3 separate regions of the Ovis aries genome follow, and all the other regions are linked to region 3. Evidence: chromatin contacts called from public Hi-C data. All regions are on one chromosome and are shown on one strand. Each heading gives the region's core, a stretch centred on a gene start, on an enhancer-like site or on the middle of the called end of the contact. The rest is flanking DNA. Distances are from core to core; before and after follow the strand shown. Region 1 overlaps NSMCE2 (NSE2 (MMS21) homolog, SMC5-SMC6 complex SUMO ligase). Region 2 holds the start of NSMCE2 (NSE2 (MMS21) homolog, SMC5-SMC6 complex SUMO ligase). Region 3 holds the start of TRIB1 (tribbles pseudokinase 1).

What was found. Hi-C and Micro-C count contacts between places; a contact is called where the count stands out from the background.
Region 1: a Hi-C map of muscle shows a contact between it and region 3, with 8 times the contacts expected there. The contact joins the enhancer-like site here to the promoter of TRIB1 in region 3. A contact is called at or near these places in 11 of 16 Hi-C or Micro-C datasets (blood, hypothalamus, liver and 5 more).
Region 2: a Hi-C map of hypothalamus shows a contact between it and region 3, with 4 times the contacts expected there. The contact joins the promoter of NSMCE2 here to the promoter of TRIB1 in region 3. A contact is called at or near these places in 9 of 16 Hi-C or Micro-C datasets (blood, hypothalamus, liver and 4 more).

The regions. Positions count from the first base shown.
Region 1 is chr9:28,088,181-28,090,880 of ARS-UI_Ramb_v3.0, forward strand. All of the region lies in intron 2 of NSMCE2 (NSE2 (MMS21) homolog, SMC5-SMC6 complex SUMO ligase), which reads right to left. Among named protein-coding and RNA genes, the nearest start is that of NSMCE2, 20 kb to the right of the region's middle. Within about 2 kb of position 1,326, at least 5 of the 54 cell types and tissues checked have an H3K27ac peak or open chromatin away from gene starts, as enhancers often do.
Region 2 is chr9:28,108,419-28,111,118 of ARS-UI_Ramb_v3.0, forward strand. NSMCE2 (NSE2 (MMS21) homolog, SMC5-SMC6 complex SUMO ligase) reads right to left here and starts at 1,295. Exons shown (of 8, transcript XM_027972906.2): 1 at 1,198-1,295. WASHC5 (WASH complex subunit 5) reads left to right here and starts at 1,372. Exons shown (of 29, transcript XM_015097738.4): 1 at 1,372-1,552.
Region 3 is chr9:27,817,475-27,820,174 of ARS-UI_Ramb_v3.0, forward strand. It overlaps TRIB1 (tribbles pseudokinase 1), which reads right to left and starts at 1,289. Exons shown (of 3, transcript XM_015097737.4): 1 at 1-1,289. The coding sequence starts at 280. It overlaps LOC121820328 (a long non-coding RNA gene), which reads left to right and starts at 1,348. Exons shown (of 2, transcript XR_006060812.1): 1 at 1,348-1,536; 2 at 1,652-2,700.

The DNA.
Region 1 (2,700 bases), core at 76-2,575, 270 kb after region 3:
CCAGTTTAAATATCTATTTCAGTCTGTCCCAAAGGTGCTCTGATCCTCTGTGCTTGAAATTAAATCCCATACTAATTTTTCTGAAACTAGAACACACTTCTGCTTCAGAAACCATCATAGACATCATTTTGTTCCTACTGAGAAGATAATGCCCACCCCCAATCCCTTTCCCCCACACAAACTTAGCCATCACAACACATTTTCTCAGAGTCATTCTCCATTCCAATGGGAAAGTATATATTTAACAATTATTTATCCACCAATTCTCTTTATTATCAAGGTAAGTGTTTACAGGCTGACAAGCCAAGGTGAAAAGTACATCCAGCATGACAAAGTGCATAAACTGTCTCAAACTAGGAACAACTGTGAAAAGGAGATATTGGCCATATTTTACCCACAAAGAAAAAGCAGCTCAAAGAACTGAAGTAACCGGTTTAAAGTTACACAGATAGTAGATAACAGAACTTGCATTTTAACTCAGGGAATTTGTATAATATTAAATTTGTACAATATTTACTTTATACAATACTAATTCTCAACCAAGAGCTCCAAAGGAACATTCCCCTCTGCAAAGGGCCCAAATAACTCTTTACATTTTTTTTTTTTTTTTTTTTTTACCTGCAGTGGTCAAAAAGTAATTGACCTGAAACTAACGATTTTTCAATTAAAAAAAAAAAATCTAATGAAAACAGCTCTGTGGACTCTTCGGAGATTGAATAAAAACTATTAACTGACAGTAAAACAAGCAAACAAATAAATGAGAGGATGTGTTCAAAAATTTGGAAAAAAAAGTAACTGACCAATAAAATGTGAGTGCTTTGTGCCAAGTATTGTGGAGGGCATTTTATACATGTTATTCAATTCTCACATCAACCCTAAATAAGGTGGGAATAAAGGAGCTGTTTGTGGGCCCACAATCAAATACTCATTAGATATTAGGACAATATTATCCCCTATTTTACAGATGAAGAAGCCAAAACCTCAAGTCTCCATGCTATTAACTTTCAGACCTGGTTCTTAAAAGTCCTAAATTATTCTACCTAGCCAACCAAAGTATTTTGCTGCCCTATCAGGCAAAAAGGAAAAGAAGGAAGGAAAGTGGCAGTAACCGAGGCCTTCCTACTGCAGGATGAAATGTACTACGTCGTCTTGATGTAATGGTACTAAAGCTCTAACACATGGTGCTAAAAATCTGAGAAGGGCCAAACTGCAGCTAGTCTTCAAGGTGAACTACTTGCACCTCCCTGGATCTGTCAGGTATTGGGAAGCAATTCTTCATGTGCCTCACACATCTCTGCACAATGTGCGGAAGCATGACCTGCCCTTTTGTCCCAGACTATCTTTCAAGGATGTTTGTATAATGAACAAAGCTTTGGAAGACTAAGACAGAGCAAGAGTCTCACTCCAGAGCAAAAGTCAGGCGGGCTTACTGCCTATTAAAAACATCTGAGTTCCCCAAGCTTAAGGTTCCTCAACTCCAACACAAGCCCACTACAGTATCGCTCTTGAGCTCTGGAGCTGTTCCCTGTCAACCCTGAAAGGACTCAGATTGGGAGTGAACCTACAGGAGGTAGGTAGAATCACAAGGCTTGATGTACCACAGAAAAGGCCTCTGTCTCAGTCTCAGGAGTCTCCTGCCCTCTGCCAGCATCCATCCAACCGTGGCAGGCTAACTTGATGGCATCCACTTAGGGTAAAACCCCAGACCCTCCACAGACCTTGACACCAAACTCTTTGGACCACCTCTCACCTTTGCTTTCCTCGGAGGTACCCTCTCCCACTCTACAGAAACCACTATTCATCTTCTGGTCATCATCTTCTACATGAAACTCCTCCGGAAGATCCTTAGCTAGGATTTACTAACCCCACAGTGCCCCCATTGTTTACTATACATACTGTACTCTCACAGCACTTTTAAAGTTTTATTTTACTTACTCATTTGTGTGCTGTACCAGTTAATCAATTTATTGCCTCTCCCAGCTCAAAGCTTATCTTTTTATACATGCTCTGTGGTAATGAATGAAATTGCTTTAAGCATTTCTTCTTACAGTGAGCAGAATGTTAAACTTTCTCAAAGGGGGTAGTGCTGGAGGACACTGCAGGAGGAAGGGAGCTCTGCAGAGAACATCACACTTAATGATGAAAGACTGAATGTTTCTGTCCTAAGATAAGGAACACAATAAGATGCCTGTTGCGCTTCCCAAATGGCTCAGTCGTAAAGCATCCACATGCCAGTGCTGGAGATGCGGGTTCAAGCCCTGGGTCAGGAAGATCCCCTGGAGAAGGAAATAGCAACCCACTCCAGTATTCTTGCCTGGAAAATTCCAGGGACAGAGGAGCCTGATGAGCTAGAGTCCATGGGGTTGCCTAAACAACAAGGATGCCTGTTCCTGCCACTTCTATTAAACACTGAATTTACCGCAGGTTCCAGCATCAGGCAAGAAAAAGAAATAAAAAGACTGGAAAGGAAGACATGAAACTATCTCTATTCACAGATGACATGATCTTGCATAAAGAAAATCCTACCACATCCATTAAAAATACACACATATATATATACAATATACATATATATATATAAACTAATAAGTGAGTTCAGCAAGATTGCGGGATACAAGATCAGATAAAAATCAATTGTATTTTCAAAATTTGCAATGAACAATTTGAAAACGAAATTAAGAAAATAATTCCATTTACAAC
Region 2 (2,700 bases), core at 45-2,544, 290 kb after region 3:
AGCTAATGTAAAAATAAAAATATTCCTCTCATCTTTGGGTACAGCAAGTGGTAAACACACAAATAACCTAGATACTGTGCTGACCACCTTTAAATCCATAGGGCCCTATACAAGTTCAGCCACCAGAGCTGTACCTTCTTTTTCAATATGCAAGGCTACATCTTGCATATTGTTGAATCGTTCTCTTATCCATACAAGCAATTGCTTGTTTTCTTCTTCATGCTACTACTATCCGCTCCCCCTCAACCACACACACATATTCTACTTTAAAGTGAAAGTAAAGTCGCTCAGTCCTGTCTTGACTCTTTGCGACCCCATGGACTATAGCCTACCAGGCTCCTCTGTCCATGGGATTTTCCAGACAATAGTACTGGAGTGGGTTGCCATTTCCTTCTCCAAGGGATCTTCCCAACCCAGGGATCGAACCCAGGTCTACTTGCTCACATGTCTGCCACTCTTTCACCTTGCCAGCAACTTAAACTAGAATTCTGACATATTCCACACTACGTAAATAGTTACATAAATTCCCCTCACACAAAATAGGCAACCAATAACAATTTGGAAGAGTTACATCAATAACAGAAACCATTTCTATGTCCCCTATAGCATGCCATGAACTGGTATCCCTAAGCTTTGCTCTCATTATAGTTAATCCTCACAACCATTTACAGGCGAGAAGAGAAAAGGAAACAGACGCCGGGAGAGTTTATTTCAACTATGTGCCCAAGGCCCTGCTTTGAAAGCCAGCTCAAACCAGATTTATTTAGATCAAGAATTTGGGACCTCACACTATTATATATAAACAGATAGACAATAGAGTCCTACTCTAGAGTCCCTAAGGCACAGGGAACTATATTCAATATCTTAATAATCTATAATGGAAAAGAACCTGAAATATATACATATACACATATATATCTGAATCACCTTGCTGTACACCTGAAACTAACACACTGTAAGTGAACAATATTTCAATAAAAAAATAATTCATGATCCACACATTTAGAGCCAAAGGATGGAGAGATGGCGTCTTGGAGAGTGAGGTCAACGGCCCCAGCCTCCCTGCTGTGACCGTGAAAAGAACCACGACCATAACCTAGGTCCACAGCTCGCAGCTCCGCGCACCAGCGGAGCGCCCGAGAAGGAAGCGACACCCCTCGTCACCCTCCCCATCGCTATCCCTCGCTCCTGCCTTACCTTGCTGCAGGATGTAGCTCTTGTCCGGCTGCGCCCGGATTCCCCGCGCCCGGACCCCAACTCCTTCCTTCACTCTCTTCCCCTGTCGCAAAAACGGCGAGCGCGGGCTCGGACGTCATCAGTAGTCGCCGGCGAGCGGTCACATGATGCCCCACCGCCGCTCCCCGCCCCTCTGTCATGTGACAGCCGAGGGACCAGGGGCGGAAGCCGGGGTCTGGCCGGCTCAGGATAAGGGAAGGGCTGGGGGTAAAAGAGGAAGGACCCTTACGGAGACAGAGGGGTGGGGGGCCGGCGTGCAGACTCCGCGCACGACCGTGGGCCCTGCGCGTGCGCCCTAGCGCGGCCCAGGTGACAGGTGAGTCGGGGCAGTGTGCGCGCGCCGCCTCCTTCACGTCCCCCGTCCCCTCCCCCGCCCCGGGGTTGGGCCGCGCTGGCCCAGGCGCCGGGCTGGGGGGATTTTGCGGCGTGGGGTGGGGTCTGGATGGGGGAGCCTGGCGTAAAAGGACTGGGGGTTTTCCTGGAACTGCGGCTGCAGTTCAGACTCCGCATCTCCACTCAGCTGGAAACAGTTTTCCACGCTGCTTTGGCGCTTTAGGAAGTGATGATGTTCAGCTGCTTGGTCCGCATCTGATCCTTCCAGGTTTCCGGGAGTAAAGCTTTGTGGACGTCGTGATTCCTCCATTTACTCTCGAGAAACCTGAGTGGTCGGTGGAAGCTTTTACAGTCTGACGGACCTCGGTTTGAATTCTAGTTTTGCCATGGGCTGAGTTTGGGCAAGTCATTGTCGCTCTCTGCACCTTAATTGCCTCACCTGTGACACGCCAAAGTCTTTGCGTTTAAAAAAAAAAAATTCTGAGTGTCCTGATTTGTCTGTGGTGGTAAAGTAGTGAAGTGAAAGTCGCTCACTCGTGTCCGACTCTTTGCCACCCCATGGACTATACAGCCCATGGAATTCTCCAGGCCAGAATACTGGAGTGGGTAGCCTTTCGGTTCTCCAGGGGGTCTTCTCAACCCAGGAATCGAACCCAGGTCTCCCGCATTGCAGGCGGATTCTTTACCATCTGACCCACAAAGGAAGCCCAAGAATACCGGAGTGGGTACAGTTAGAAAAACAGAAAACACAGATCCGGTAAGGGAACTGGGTCTCCGGATAGATTCCAAGTGCATGGAGCTTCCTCCAACCTAGATGGTTGCCGGGAGGAGGGAGAGTCTTCCCTGCCTTTGTCCGCTACAAGGAACACTTTCCGGTTTTTTTTTTTTTTTTAATTCTGTTTCAGGATCCATGAGTCAAACTAAAGTGATTAGGCTCATTTTAGAACTTTCCTGTAAGAGATGCGCCGGTGGCTTTTATCTTGATCAACAACCGCTACAGTTTATTCCTGATAATGGATGGGTGGGGACTAGTGCTCCATTTTTTCTGTAACTGAGGTTTTTATAAAAGGATTAAACTAGATCAATCCTTTGTCCTCTGTGTAGGATAAAGAATGATTCTTCCCAGGGCAC
Region 3 (2,700 bases), core at 39-2,538:
AGTCAGCGATGCGGCTGGGCCCCGGCGCGCTCCCGGAGCCGCCGCCGGCCCCTGGAGCGGCGGGCGGAGGCTGCGGGGTGCAGGGAGAGCCAGGGGGGCTGAGGTAGTCCGGGGGGCTCGAACACTCGGAGAGACGTGGGCACTTGGCCGCCACGGCCGCCGCGTCGTCCGCGTCCAGCAGGCGTTTGGCCGGGGTGCCCCGGCCGGCGGCGAGCAACAAGGCCGGAGTGCGGGGCTGCGAGACGCCGTTCATGGCAGAGCGCACGGGACCGACCCGCATCCCGACCCGGGCCGGGGCGGCCCCTGCTTTATAAGTCCTCGGATCCGCCCGGAAAGGCGCGACGGGCGCCGCGACTTACTCCAGCCCGGGGGATGGAGTTTGCAGACGGAGCTTGGTTCTGCCCCCACTAGGGGCAAAGCTGGAGCCGCTCCTGGTGCACGCGGGGATCACGCTGGCAGCGCGTCCGCGGCGCGGAGGCCGGCTCGGGTCTCTGGATCCTCGCGGGTACCTGCTCCGGGCGCCTAGCAGAACAGCGGCAGCCGCCGCTATTGTTGTCGAAGCTGCCGACAGTCGGGGAGGCAGAGGCGGCCGGCCTTCCCGAGGTTCAGAGCGGCGAGCACAGGATTCCGCGGGCTCGCTGGAGCCACGGAGCAAACACACTTCCCAGAGCAAGAAGTCTCGTAGCGAAAGCCAAAGCAACTTTTCCGCGGCGCTCGGAATCCGGCGCGCTCTTGGGCTCCCGGCGTGAGTGTGCGCGAGCGAGACGCTCTCGGAGAGAGTGACTGAGTGTGAGTGAGTGTGTGCGCCGCACCGATCCCGGCCAGTGCACTCCTCCTTCTCCTTTTCCTCCACCTCCTCCGCCTCCCGGTGACTCACGCTGTATACACACACACTCACAGGCCGGGCTGTGTAAACAGTTGGGAAGCCGGGTTGTGCAATGAGGTGGCTGCGACGACTCCGGCCCTGCCGCCGGGCGAGCAGTCACCGAAGCGGAGGGGGAGGACAAGGGCGGGGGGGCGGCGGGAAGGGGAGGTGGAGCTGGGTCGGCGGGGGCGAAGGGGTGGCCCGAGGGCTGGGATGCTCGGGGCTGAGCGCGCTCCGGCGCAGGTGGTGAGTTCTGAGCCCGCTAGGGCGCGCGCACACATTCCCCCCAGCTCCCCCCAAACCCTCAACAGGCTGGTCTAGGCAGGAGGCGGCGCGCGCCCTCCCGCAGGCCGTGGACTCAGCGCTGGAAGCCGGGGGAGGAGGCGGAGGAAAAGTTCCCGTGACGTCAGGGTCCCGGGGAAGTGGGCGGGAGGGGAGGGGCCGCGGGAGGTGAAGCGACCGGTGATTGGTGCGCGCTCCTCATTCACTCGGAGCACAATGGACCGCGGGCGCGCGCACCAGTTCTCCAGCACCCGCCGCTCCCTGCGGCCGCGGGGTGACTCCTTTTGCCCCGGGGGATCCCCTCGCCGCCCCGCGCCTGGGGACCTCAGGTTGGAGCTGTAGGCGTCGCCGAGACCCGGCGGTAGCCGGAGGAAGGGAGGAAAGAGAAGGTGATGAATTCCGGAATCACTCATTCACCCCCACGCGGTAGTTCCGGGGAAGACCTATGCGTGGTAGTGTATGTGACGGTTTTTTTTTTTTTTTCCTTTTCCTGCCCCCTCCCAGCTCTAATCCCCAGCGTCTGTTCGCTTCCACAAATAGAACCTTCTGTTGGATGAAATAAAAGCAAACACTAGGCCTTCTGCTCTCCTCCACCTCCACGCCCCTCCCGCGCCTGCCGCCCGCCCGGATTGCACGGAAATAGCTTCTCCCGGCTCCCCGGCCGCCCCTTCGCGGTGACTCGCAGAAAGAGCTTCCTGAGCCGCGGCCGGTGGGAAACAAAGGATGTGGGGAGAGGGCGGAAGGGGCCCACGTGGCCGTCTCCGAATTCCTGTCCCCTCCCCGTGCCTCCTCCGCAGCCTCCACACGCGCAGCAGGGTCTAGAGCCCCGGGGCTAACCCGGTTCCTTGGTGACCGGGTGTAGTGATACTACCTACATCCAGGCGCTCCTGCCGGGGCGTGTGCATGCACTCCTGCAACCTGATTTGCGTGAGCTCGAGATGTGTCAGACCCTGCACAGAGCTCCATGAAAAAACAACCTAGATGCTGTCGCTTTTCTTTCGAGAACCAGGTCAATTCGGAGTCCCTGGACACAGAACACAGATAACTGTTATCAGAGTCCCTTCTGTACTTCTGCTAAATGCTTCATTTTCTAAAACCAGATCGAGCCCTAAGGATAAATCCTTTTCCATATTAAGTCTCCATTCATTCAGCAAGCACTAATGAAGCATCTAAGCTAGAGGCTGAGGATTAAGAAGATGAAAATTAACAATAGCTAACACTAATTGAACTCTGTAACGTGGCAGGCGCTGTTCTTAGCGCTTGACACACTGATGTTTTACAACTACCAGTAGTTATTTTTTGTCCCTTTTCACAGAGAAGCCTGCAAAGATTAAGTTACTTGCTGTGGTCAAATTCGCTACTGAATGCATTCAAGCTCTTAAAGCATTTGTGGGGACTCAAAGTAGAGATTACAATTTGTAGAGTTAGGGAGGATTCCATCTAGAAAGCATTTGACCTGGGGGGATATTTGGGATTGTAAAAGATTTGCAAGGAGTGAGGGCGTGGGGAGGTGGGAGGGTGGGCGGGGCAGGTAAGACAGGATGTGGGGAAGG